Linked DNA regions of Hordeum vulgare: region 2 is linked to region 1. A link is a contact called in public Hi-C data. All regions are on one chromosome and are shown on one strand. The core of a region is the stretch at or near the end of the contact, and the rest is flanking DNA. Distances in the headings are between cores, read along the strand shown.

What was found. A called contact is a pair of places that touch in the nucleus more often than the background predicts.
Region 2: a contact with region 1 is called in a Hi-C map of leaf, with 3 times the contacts expected there. The contact joins the promoter of LOC123448866 here to the promoter of LOC123448859 in region 1. A contact is called at or near these places in 2 of 6 Hi-C or Micro-C datasets (both in leaf).

Annotation. Positions count from the first base shown.
Region 1 is chr4H:439,952,331-439,959,125 of MorexV3_pseudomolecules_assembly, reverse strand. It overlaps LOC123448859 (dnaJ homolog subfamily B member 3), which reads right to left and starts at 3,260. Exons shown (of 5, transcript XM_045125885.1): 1 at 2,911-3,260; 2 at 2,702-2,789; 3 at 2,547-2,617; 4 at 2,309-2,365; 5 at 1,674-2,222. The coding sequence starts at 3,048. The coding sequence ends at 2,034.
Region 2 is chr4H:440,367,983-440,374,777 of MorexV3_pseudomolecules_assembly, reverse strand. LOC123448866 (probable xyloglucan 6-xylosyltransferase 1) reads right to left here and starts at 2,782. Exons shown (of 1, transcript XM_045125894.1): 1 at 545-2,782. The coding sequence starts at 2,322. The coding sequence ends at 964.

The sequences.
Region 1 (6,795 bases), core at 2,011-4,510:
TGCAGACCAAAGAATCCGTTGATTGCTCACGTTTATTTTTGTTTCACCGACAAAACTAAATCGATCGAAGAAAACCTTGCCGACAGCCAACACCGCGCACACAGCACACCACAACTTGGCCCCGCCCCTGCAGAGTGAGAAAACGAGCTGTTTTGTGCTCATCCTCATCGTAAAACTTAAAAGTGCCAATTTGTTGTCGTTTTCCCCCCTCTATTTTACCCTTTCTTTTTTGCGGGAAAGCACGCAAGTTGCCATGGTGTAGTACAACGTGTGGCGGTGGCTCACCTCGTGCATGCATGTTCTCGCGCAGTGCAATACACAAGCGCGTTCACGTAGACATCGACCTCGGCCCCCGCTGCAAAAAATGGACGGGTCAAGTTGCACAAGGGCGGAAAGTTTAAGGCGCGACGGCAAACGACCGACGTCAAGCAACGACACGCCAGAGGCGACAGCAACAGAAGTGATCTCAGATTTAACGGGAGACGTTAGTAGGAGCTCATATCTGTAGGTTCGAGAACGGAGTATGACATTTCAAAAGAAAAAAGAGAGAACGGAGTATGACGCGATGCAAGTTGCCACTCGCGGACAACAAAGCTCGCGTTACTAAATCGGGGCATATGACGGCAAGAGGAGCGAGAGCGAGAGCGTTCCAGTCTCGAGTTAAGCCGACGCCTCCTCCCAAAAAATAAAATAAACTGTTCCGGGCAGATTGTTCGAGGTGAGTCATGGGAGCAATGTTGGTTCGCTTCCTACGGGAGCATGGGCGTGGATATTTTGTATTCCCTCGTACGGATACTTCAAGAAACACCGGCGCTGTACGCCTCTCGATATAGTACTAGTATCAATAATCAACAGTAGGGGGGAAAGGTGCTGAACCTGCCCAGCCCAACAAAGGAGATCCAGCGCCGGAAGTATCTCGAATCAGCCCGTCCTAATCTTGCCTTTTCTAAAGCGAAAACTAAAAAGAACCATTAAAAAAACCCCGTCCATACGTCGTCCATTGAGGTTCGGTTTCATCGGTGGACCACCAAACGCTCGCGTCCATCGCTTTGCTTTTTTCCAGGTCTAAAACCAATCCACGATACGTACGAGAGATGCTCCGTCCGTCCCTGGGCATGACATGATAGGCGACCGACCGGCCATTTTCGGATGATATTTCTCCACGCCGAAGCCCCACGATTCGTTCCCGGAGAAATCCTCTGGTCCAAAACCATCCCGCGTCCCAGCAAATTGGAGGAGCATCATACATACAGCTTGGTATGATGGCGCCACACAACTTGCTAGGGCGTTCCACGGGACGGGACCGTCTCGTTGTTTTCGTTGGTACTACGAGCCATCCAGAAGAGAAACGTCGTCGCCGCCGCTGATCCCGACTCGCAAACGCCAAGATGCAAATCCCAGTATGTCACCACAGCCAGTGCGCTAGTGTTACTATCGGCTCGCTAGAACCATCGTCCCAGTACAAGGGCATCCGAGCACCACGACACGGCACGAGACAAGAGCGTCAAGCAAGAGAATCATCTCTGGTTACAACTGACTGCCGAAGTCGGCAAGCCGCTTGGCAGAGAAGACAATGGGGAGGTTTGTGCCTGTGCTACTCGTAAATGGCAGGTCAAAAAGACGACGCACAACTCACGAGTCAGGACAGGACTCACCACAAGGGGAAACATTAATGGAGATAAGGTAGTGTGTGTATATTCCAGCAGCAATTGGGAGATCAAATTTAACTGAAAGGGACGAGAGGGCCCGAAAGATAATGGAATCGCCGCTGGGCGGCCAATTCTTGGGCCGCGACCGAAGCACGAACCAGCCAAAGTAACACAATTCAGCAGATCGACGGCGTCAATTGTCATCACAGAGGAACTAAAAACTACTGTACTCAAGTTGTAACCACCCCGGCAAGGGGATTGAGCAACAATTCTGGTTTGCCAAATTTTTATTGTTTTTTTTTCATGCTGATTGCTCTCTTGTTGCTCTGGTCTCTCTTCTACAAGCGCAACGGTGTGTGCACATCTCGTACACCGGAGCGTCCATCACCTTCGCGAAGGCTGCGGGTAAGGGGCGACACGAGTTCTCCGGTTGGCCTCCGGTGGAACGCGACCGCCGCAGCCGCCGCCGCCGCCGCCGCCGGCGCTACCAGCACCTGCAGTGGCGCGGCTACCGCCGTCGCCGTTAACTATGTCATCCAGCATCTTCTGCAGGTCTTCGAGCGTGTCCGGCTTCTGCACGAGATGTAATACCAGATCGTTCAAGAAAAGGTAGTAATCAGGATAAAACTAGTGGTGGTTGGGTCAGCGGTTGCGGCTACCTCGTTTTTCACGCTATCCATCATCACCAGCATCTCCTGCATGAAGTCGGAGAAATCCTGGCCGTCCAGAACCAGAGCAAAATTTTCAGGGGCAATGTACGTCGGTCTGTCCCCGGACACGAGCGGGTAATTCCCCACTTGTTTTTTTTTTGTTTCAATCAATAAATAAAACAATATAATAATCGAGAGAATATGGACGAGACAATAAGCGGGGAGGGAGGGAAAGCAGAGCGCCCACCTGGTCGTCGTCGTCGAGGGGATCAAAGAGCCCGGCGTCGTACATGGCCCTCTTCCCCTTGTCGGACAAAACTGCAACGCCGCCAAGAGAGAATTCGATCAAAACCTCGCGCGGCAAAGGCAAGGGCTGATGGGAAGAAGCTCGCGACGCCTTACCGGAGTAGGCCTCCTGGATCCGCTGGAACCGCCGCTTCGCCTCGCCCGTCGCGCCGGGGTCGCTCGCCCACCGATCCGGGTGCCACTTCTGGACGGCCAGAGCGAGACATCGGATTATGAGCACTCCGATCCTTGTGACCAGACCAGGAAACCAAACAAACGCCCATGCGCGCCAAGGGAAGCGGAGGAGAGGAGAGGAGCGTGCGTACCATGGCGAGCCGTCGGTAGGCAGCGCGTACGTCGGTGGAGGAGGCGTTCTTACGGATGCCGAGCAGGGCGTAGTAGCAGCAAGACGACGCGCCGGCGCCGGCGCCGGGGGCATTGCCGGATCCGGCGGAGGCGTCCATGGGATGAGGCCGACCGTCGACGACGCGACGGCGAGGAAACGGAACGCGGCTGTGCTGCTATTGCACCATGGAATTGGGATGGAGACGGTGGATTTGAGAATTTTGATGAGGGGGGAGCCGGGTACCAGCAAAGAGGCGTTTATTCCCGTAGGGAGTCGGGGGGCGTGGGAAAAAAAAATATCTAAATAGAGTTTTTGGTCGTCGGAGATTGGGGCCAGTGAAGGTTCCAGAGTTCGTGCCGATGCCAGATATTTTTAAGGGGCGTTTCGGGTTTCGCCATCGGGGTATGGTCGTATTTACAATTTTGCCATGCTGTCTGCATTTTGTGTTCATGGAATCGTCGAGGTTTTGGGCTCGGCCTCGATGGTTTATTACCTTGCATCGCCCTCCAACCCAACCCAATACACGTCGGTAGGCCCTGGGCCTTGGGTGGTCCTTCTTCCTAGTGTTATTAGTTGTTCATTAAAATTGTATCTGCGTTATAATGGAAGAATTTTTTATGTTTATATTAGTGTAAACACATTTATTGTACTCCCTCCGTACCTAAATATAAGTCTTTTAAGATGTTTCACTAGATGTCTACATACGAAATAAAATGAGTAAATCTATACCTTAAAATATGTCTATATACATCCGTATATAGTACATTAGTGAAACTTTTAGAATGACTTATATTTAGGTACAAAGGGAGTACATTAGAATTATGCGTGCAAATTCCATGTGTTGCAATGGATATCATGAAATATATTTGAGAGCTTGTATAGTATTCGAGAGTTTACCCATCATCGTGCATAATACATCCATTATGAGGCCATTGGTGTGAAACTGTCGGGCTGATCCTTAAAAAAATGATACTTTTTATCTATATCTATATCTATATCTATATCTTTACCTAATAATAAAGAGGCTATCGCTTCTGTCGGAAAACCCATCGAGGTGATTTTACAAAAAAGTCCTTACTGTTTATGACATTAAACTCGTAGTATATATTAAATATTTTTTTAAATACTCTTATCTTTTAAACCGTAACTCCAAATTTAACATATTATACATGGAATTTGATTAGAAAAATATGTAGAATTTAAATATGATATTATTTTATCTGTTAAACGTTTAATAAAAATACTATCTAGGGTGCAATCTTAATAAATAAGTCATTATTCGTCTTTCTTTCATACCGGTACTCATCCGGGTTGGGGATGAACACGTCAACAAAATCAGGATTAGAGATGAAACTGAAGGTCATTTGACTGATTCTTTGTATGTATTAAATCTACATGCAAGCCGTGTTAAAATAGAAGACCTGTGAAATTTTGAACTGCATTTTTGTAGGATAAGACCATATTTATTTGTATCGTAACTATAAATTCTCAAATTATAGACATTTTTTATAAATTAAGAACGTGTGCTGTGCGGTATTTTTTTCTCCCGTTGCAACGCATGGGCCCTTTTGCTAGTCTATGTAATAATAAAGCGGCTATTGCTTCCGTCGGAAAACCCACCACGGTCCCTTAAAAAAATCACCACGACATTTTTATAAAAAAGTCCCTGTAATTTTTTTATTCAACCCGCGCTTCATCATTTATCTGCAAGGCAAAAGAAAAAAAAACGATTCGCCGCAAAAATTATACCCGTACGCATCACCTCCCCCGTCGACCCTGGGCCATCCTGACCTGTGCTGAGGCCTGGACTAACTACATTAGTTAGTTAGCTTATTATTTTAATAAATCAAAATGATTATAAAAAATTAAAAGCGTGTGGTATTTTTTTCTTTCCTTGCAACACACAAACCCTTTTGCTAGTACATGTATATAACATTAGTAAAGAAAGTTTTTTACCAGGTACATACCACTTCCACAGATTTCACAAGGTAAATAAAAACATTACTGGATTTGGATCAAAATCAACTATCTCTGTCTCCAAGAAGAAAAAACTCCTCCAAAATACAGAATTACCTCTGCACATGAGGATCAAGCAAATCTTTGTATAAACTTCTGCAAAAATAAATCATTCAAATTACTCATCAAGATGCACGATGCAACCTCCAAGGAGCAAACGGAATGTGAATTTAACGATCCCATATCTTTCATTCATTAAATTGATCTAGAGTATCGTGCATCAACATGCACTTTTGCTGACCCGTGAGCAACGGTAAATCGTCAATTGCCCACCACATCCTATAAAAAAGTTTAACGTCTATGCACAGGAGGAGAAAGGTGTGTCCCCTGCATTTGACGAATTTGCTCACTCTCTTTCTCTGGCCTTTTTCCTATGTGTTGTCATTTGATTTCTAGGATTAGTCTGTACACACATGAATCCAACTTTTTCGGGTTCTTGGTTAGTAAGATCCATCTCCGTTGCTAGTTTTAATCCGATTTTTTCAATCCCCACTCTGTTTTGTATATCTGTGTTCATGGCCTCTTAAAAAACCTTAAACAAGTCTCCATGAACTGAGAAGTTAAACAAATAAATCTCGGCAGAATCTTCACACTTGTTTATTGTTTTACCATGATAGGAGGGTCGTGCCCATATCGTCTTCACCAGAGCAACCAACAGCACATCGGCTCGCAAGGCCCCACCACCGCTCGACTTGATCCGTCTGTCGCCGTCATTTTGTGTGTCCAGCCCGTTCGCCGCCGCCCTGCGTAGACCTCACTCGACCGGATCGAGCGGGAGAGCCGCCTATCGCCCCGCATGCTCGTTGAGTCGCCTCGATCCAGATTGATTGAGAGGAGACCCTGATGCGTTGACCCATCCTGTGAACTCTTCATTTTTCTCCCCCTCCATCTCAATGTGGTTCTCCTGTAGTGCCCGAGGGCAACGTCGTTTACCTGCCTAGCTGCCGCATCGCCAGAGGGGCAGCACCGGCTCCCCGCATTGGCCGCCACGCCCGTCCCTCTTCTCCAGTCTCCTCTCGCACCCGAGTGGATCTCTCGAGCCAGTCCCGTACCGAGCAACGGCGCCAGAAAAGAGTTTAATATATACTACGCAACTTTATTCTTGTAGACATTGTTGGACCTTCAAGTGCAGAGTTTTGTAGGACAACATCAAATTCCCTTGAGTGGATGACCTAAGGTTTATCAATTTGTGGAAGGTGTAGTATGAAGATGGTCTCTCTCAAACAACCCTGCAATTAAATACAAGAAATCGCCTGTGTCCCCAACACACCCAATATAATGGCAAATTGTATATATGCACTAGTTCGGCAAAGAGGGTGGTATACAAGTGCAATATGGATAATAGTTATATGTTTTGTAATTTGGAAATATAAAACCAACAAGGTGATAAGTAGTAAAAGTGAGCATGAAAGGTATTGCAATGCTTGGAAATAAGGTCTACTGTTCATATTTTCACAAGTGCGATCTCTCAACAATGCTAACATAATAGAATCATATGATCATCGCATAACGTGCGACAAAGAATCACTCCAAAGTTCATATCTATTGGAGAACATAAGATGAAATTGTTGTAGGTATTAAGACCACCTCAAAGCTATTGAAAGCACAATTGCTCCCTAGGGTGGTTTTGATAATTGATCACAACATATGCATCATTGGACTAATGTGTTTTCCAATTATATTTCAGAAAAGTTCAAAAGATGCTATGGCTTAAGGTTTATGTGGAGATGCCCCTGGATGCAAGAAAGGAATAATATTGGGTCAAGCTTCAAGCTAGAAGACTCTTCATTTTATATTTGTGAGAAATCACTTTTGAGTCCATAGGAAAACCAATACTATTAAAAGAGGG
Region 2 (6,795 bases), core at 1,533-4,032, 420 kb before region 1:
CAAAAGTTACAGGCTCCTCTACTAGGAGATGGAGAACTCTACTAGTACTAGGAGAAGCTAACCGAATTATCCTATGAAAATGAACCAGACAAGCCTTGAGTGATTTGCTTCACTCAAGACAAACTTGCTACACTACGTCCAAAGCATAGTTAAAACTAACAAATCCGCTCGGGCGAATTTGCAGATAGACTAGAAAATGAAAAACATAGCAGCTCATCCACAAGAAGATACTCCATAATCTCATGACGAGGAAATCATCACTAATATATAGACCAATTTTCACATCAACTCTCAATTTGGTCAGAACATCAAAGTAGACAAAAACTGATGAATTGCATACCAGCCATATTATGTGCTTCAAAACTAAACTGATGAAGATGAAGCCAGGACACATCAGGCAGGTACAGTTTCGGGAATTTCCAGCCGCTTATATATGACAAAGAACAGGATATCCTCCTACCCAACTACCACCAATGGCAATGCAAATAGGAAAGCAAAATAATTGGCTCAGAGGGGCGACCATATCCTACTGAAGAAGAACCAATAAGCACATGACGAATAACCTTTAGGGAAGTGAAATGTACACTTACAACAAATGAAAACCCTAACTGTTTTACCGATAACAAATACAACCTCTGTACACTAATATAAAACGTTTTTACAGTTTAATTTGAAACGTCTTAATTAGTTTACAGAGGGAGTAAATAGGAAATCCATAGAGCTATTCAGCTGAGTACCCTCGTCTAACTCGATTTCTAGAAGCGGAAGGCATAGATTGTGCCATCAATAACATAACTTCATCCTCTAACATTTCACAGTACAACATAGATATCCATCCCGCGATACCAAAACCAAATTTCCTTGTTACCCTGATTCTACAAAAAAGAACAATTATAGGATTTTGATCCAAGAGAATCTAGAACGAACGAACAAAATAAACGTGGACGTAGTGTACTATAGTTATCACGTTGTAGCAGTCTTGACGGCCTTGAATGCTGGGTGGAGCAACCCGTAATCATCCTTCATATCAAGAGGGTTACTGGTCTCATTCCTGATCCTCTTGATCCTCCTGCTCGCAAGAGACTTGTGCTCAAACCCATACATGTGCAAGACCTGGTTGTCCCCGAAATTGAAGGCACGGTCCATCTGCTTGAGGCATCTCTCAACAGGGTAATCCCCAAACTTGGAGCATGGCTTGCACCCGACAAAGTGAGTGACCAGCGGCCACCGATGATCGCCGAGCCCTGGCTGGTAATTCTCAAGCATCTCCTCATACCTGTCCACCAAGATCCCCCAGTAGCCATGGAGGTAGTAGCCATTCTCAAGATATACCTTGTTACCCCATTTCTCACGCTGGGTAGCGAGGATGTACACCATGGCCGACTGATCGTCGGCTTCGAAGACCGGCCGGTCCTTGAGGTACTTGGTGAGCACCTTCCCAGCCTCGATACGAACAGGGCCCTTTGGCCCCATGGGCGCCCAGGTGTCGAGGTAATCGAGCGACCACTGGCAGTTGCGCAGCAAGAAGCTACCGGTGTTGAGACCAATCCAGTTCTTGTCGTCGTAGACCATCTCGTCCCAGCCGTGCAGGATGAAGTTGTATGGGCCGTAGCGCTCCCACGGCAGCTCGAAGGCCATGTCGGTGAACATGGCGTCGGAGTCCATCCACCAGAAGAACTCGACCTCCGGGTGGGCCAGGAGGAGCGCGCGGAGGAGCGGGAGCTTGGCCCAGAAGCCGGCGAGCTCGGCGTCGAGGAGCGCCATGTTGTAGAAGATCTCGAGGCCGTGGATGCGGCAGTAGTCGATCTTGTTCTTGATGGACTTGAGGAGGTAGTGGTCGCCGACGGGGTTCTCGCAGGGCTTGGGCGAGGACCCCGTGACGAGCATGACCCGCGGCTTGACGTCGTTGAGGAAGGGCGGGGTCTCCGGGTGGCGGCGGTTCCACGCGGCCCGCTGCTCGTCCCAGTCGGAGATCTTGGGGCCGAGCGTGTAGGGCGGGTCCCGGAGCGACCTGGGCTGCGGCTCCGGCTCGTCGTCGCGGGCGGCTGCCTTGGACCTGGCGTCGGAGGCGGCGTCGGCGGCGTCGGAGGCCTTGGAGCGGGCGTCGTGGTGCTCGGCGAGCGCCCGCTGCGGGTGGGAGATGAATCGGTGCCGCAGCTCGATGAGGTCCTGCTGCGGCGTGCCGAACTTGCCCGCCCCGAGGGTGCCGCGGAGCACGAGGATGGTGAGCATGAGGCAGACGACGGTGAGCTTGGCGTTCCGCGTGAAGCGCTGGATCTCCCGCATCCGGCGCTCCCCCAGCACCCGCTCCGCCACCCACATTTTCTTGTCGATCCCTTCCCTGGCCCGGATCGAACACCAGACAAAACCAAACCAAACAATGCAGACGCCTCTGAATCGACGCCGCGGCCGGGCAATGCGGCGGGGGCGGGACGGGGCCGGGGAGGAGGAGGAGGGAGAGGGGGAGGAGGTTTAGAAGTGCGGAGGGGAAGGGGAATTAATAAGGGGCGGGGGCGGGGTCGAGTGGGAGTGGGAGTGCGCGAGCGCGCACGTTGAGGGGGAGCGGATTGCGGTGGGTGTCTGGAGCGGAGGCCAAGGGAAGGGGGAGGAAATCTGGAGGCGGGATCGAAATCGAGTCAATCCGGCGCGGCGCGGCGCGGATTCTCGGCTTGGGGGAGGAGGAAGAAGGCCTTTGGGGGAGCGAGGAAGGAAGGAAGGAAGGAAGGAATGGCAGCAGGACGCGGAGACGAGATGCACCCGATGCTTCCACTCCTTTTTCCCTTCCCCCGCCCCGTGTCGCCTCCCCTCGCCCGGTAAGTAGTACTCGTATTTTTTTTAGGAGTACTAGTAAATTTTCGTTGGTTGACGCGGGCGTCGCGAGGTGATAGATAGGTCAATGACGGGTGGGTCCTGGCGGGACGTGGAGAGAGGGTGGCCGTTGTTTCGGTGGGCTATGCCGCACGGTTAATCGTTCGTACCGTACTTCTGTCCTGGCGGTGTGGGCGCGACCGGGTCTGGGGTTGCTGCCTGGCTGCCGGGTAACCGGGTTTGCCCGTTAGTGCTAATGCATTTCTACTTCGATCGTCACACATGTACTGGCTGCTTGTTATTACGGATAAAAGCTACCTACAAATTCCATATCGACTGCTACGTTAAACTTGATGGTGTTACATGCCTGATGACATTGATTGCCACATGTCACTCTGGAGTTATATGTGACGCAGTTCATTGTCATCTACTCCCTCCGTTCCTAAATATAAGTCATTGTAGAGATTTCACTAATGTACTACATACGAATATATATAGACATACTTTAGAGGATACATTCGATCATTTTGCTCCGTCTGTACACATCTAGAGAAATCGCTTAAAAGACTTATATTTAGGAACGGAGGGAGTACTCCCTCCGTTCTTAAATATATATTTTTTTTAAAACTTCACTAGAAGACTATATACGAAGCAAAATGAATGAATGTATACTTTAAAATATGTCTATATACATTCGTATGTAATCTTTTAATAAAACTTCTAAAAAGACTTATATTTAAGAACGAAGGAAGTAGATGAGAGTTAGTCAGACCCGTTAATTATTAAATCAAGTAGTATCATCATTTTAACCGAATTAATGCTATGCCATATATGTTGCATGTACTTCCTTCGCTTCCTTTTACTCCGTATTACATTTGTTTGAAAAAGTCAAAGTTTGACCAAACTTATATTAACAATATTATCATCTACTACAATACTAAAGTAAGACAATGTGAGAAATAATATTATGATGCATCTAGTGATGTTGATTTGGTATTTTGAATGTTTTTTCTATAAATATGGTCAAACTTTACAAAGTTTTACTTCATACAAATCTTAAATGTGGTGTAAAAGGAAACAAAGAGAGAACTAGTTTATGACACACTACCGTGAGAGATCTTAATTCTTTCACAATTGACAATCCTAACTTTTCCCCACGGCAATCTCAAATTACTATTTACTATGTCTACGTTTTTAGATGAGAATTAACAAACTCAAATATAACTCCAACATCATTTGATTAATCAATACAAAGAAGAACAAGCAAAAAACCAACACGAATGTCAAATCAAATGGTGTATGGATTAGAAGTAACTCGGTTAATTGCCATCTAGATGAGAGTTAGCCACACGCGTTAATTCTCATCTAGAAGAGATCTACTCCCTCTGTTCTTAAATAGAAGACATTTTAGAGATTTTACTAGAAGACTACATACGGAGCAAAATGAATGATACTACACTTTAAAATATGTCTATGTACATCCATATATAGTTCATAGTGTAATCTTTAAAATGTCTTATATTTAGAAACGAAGGGAGTAGATGACTATGCATGCGCCATTGACGCTAATACATTTGTGCTTTGATAGTCACGGATGCAAGTTGTTTGCTATACATAGAAGTGATGGAATTGTTGCTTTTGTAGCTAAAACATGTTGATTGTTACGGTAGACCTTGATGTTACATGCTTGATGATGATGGTCATAGGTCATTCTCCTAAATTTACAAATAAAAATAAAAAAAGCATACCATGAAAAAAAAAGTTCGTTGAAGATATAAAAAGTAACTGAACCATGTTACATAGTTGCATGCAAAATTCTCTCGATACATGTTGCTGGTCACATTGGAGCATGCTACTAGTGTGCATGATACAAATTCCAGACTTTATATCTTAGATTGACTAACTTATTTATCATTTTAGAGGATTTATAGTAGCACCTCGGTTATTATGATACATTATCATAATGTGATACTAGTACTAGTTGCATGCATGTACTAGATTATGAAACAATATTCTGAGAGGTCTTACTTCTTTCGCAATTATGAGTACTGATATTTCTCCCATAGTAATCCTAAATTATTACTGACTATGTTTAATTTAGTTAATCTATTGGCAAAATGTTCCAAGTTCCAAGTTTTCAGATGGATAGAAAACTATCTTTCTACCTTTTTCCTGCGCGCTTAGACTTTTTACAACTTCAATCTAAGCGTGAGAATTTTGTGGAGATTTGTAGCCATCTTTTTTACATATAATTATGGTTGTAGCCATCTTATATTACTTGGCTGATTTGCAATGTGTATTGTTTACCAATATGTATTTTTTATGTGCACCCCATGAATATCAAAATTGAATATACCTTGTATAGTTCTCGGTGAGACTGTTACATCTTACTTTGATTGATTTGCAATGTGTCTTATTTAAATTTAGCATTTAAAATAAAAAGAAAATAACAATTCTTTCTTATTGTTGGATCAAGTTTTGTTTGTAGAAACACCAAGTATAATTACCCCCCCACACACACACACGCGCGCGCGCAAGCATTAGCATCCATACACGTGTGCTCACACAATGGCGACCAAAAAACAAAGTCGCAAAGCTATAGACCACAATAATGAGACACAAAAACTTCAAACATGGGGTTTGATCTCTAATGGGCTAATAGTGTAATCACTCTTGAAAGGGCATATAGCCCCTAAGTATGGTTTTGGTAATTAATGACAATGTTTATGGACTAATGTTTTCAGTGAGATATATTTGAAGATTTTGTTCATAGATGGTGCCCCAAGGATATTGGATGGAATCAAGGATGAAGCACATGTATGTGAATATATGTTCGCTCAAAGCTTTGGAATTAAATGAAGATTCATATGGAGCATCAAGTGCATTGAATCTTATATGAAGATATGTTCCATAGTGATGCTCGAAGTGCATTGGGTTGTTTTGTGAAGAATGCCATCAAAGCATCCAAAAAAGTCCTCTTGGTATCCTTCTCTGGATACATGTGCTCATGGGCTTGTACTGTGCGCATGGGGTCGAGTGTCAACTCTCTGGATACCCCGTGCTCACGTGCTCTCAAGATCCCATGTCCGGTGAGGTTTCAAGATCGTGTGCGAGATCACGGGCTGGAGAGAATAATCAAACAGAAAAATAAGTTAAGGTTTCAAGACGAGATCATGGTAAACTCATGAAAGCACATATGCTCCCTTGGTGGTTTTGGTAATTCATGACAACATACATCATCTCTTGGACTAACACTTCTACCTAGTATATTTCAGGTATAGTCCACAAAGAGCTTTGGCTATAGGTTTGTGAGAAGAAGCCCCTTGATGAAACAAGGAATACGATTGGCTCAAACTTCAAGCAAGAAGACTCTTAATTTTATATTTTGAGAAATCACTTTGAGTCCATAGGAAAGCCAATACTATTAAAAGGGGATGAAGTATTATGATGAATTGGTTGCTCAAGTGCTTAGAGATAGCCACAAAAATACCCAACTACTCTTCCACAAAATAAATCTGTCCCAAGCCAAATATGGAAAATCGGTGCCACCAACCTTTCCCACTCGGCCATATCGATTTTACACTTACACAGATCCTATGCCAAACCCACCATCCTAGTACAACCAACATTCCTATCGGTGCCACCGAGTTTGGGTGACCAACTTTCGGTTAAACTAATTTCAAGTTTCGGAAATTCCGAGTTTGAAGTCGGTCTCACCGAGTTTCGAAATCTAGACTAGGTCATTGTATCGATACCACCGAGATTCAAAAGTTGTTGCCTTTTGAGCAAGTCATTACCACCGAGTTTGTAACTTCGGTGTCACCGAGTTAGTTAATTATGGTGCAACGGTTGTATTTTGGAGGTTGCCTATATATTCCCATCCACCTACTTATCATTCATAGAGGAAGCACTCATAACACACTTACACTTGCTAGATGCATTTTATTGAGAGAGAGCCACCTACTCATGTGTTGAGATCAAGAGATT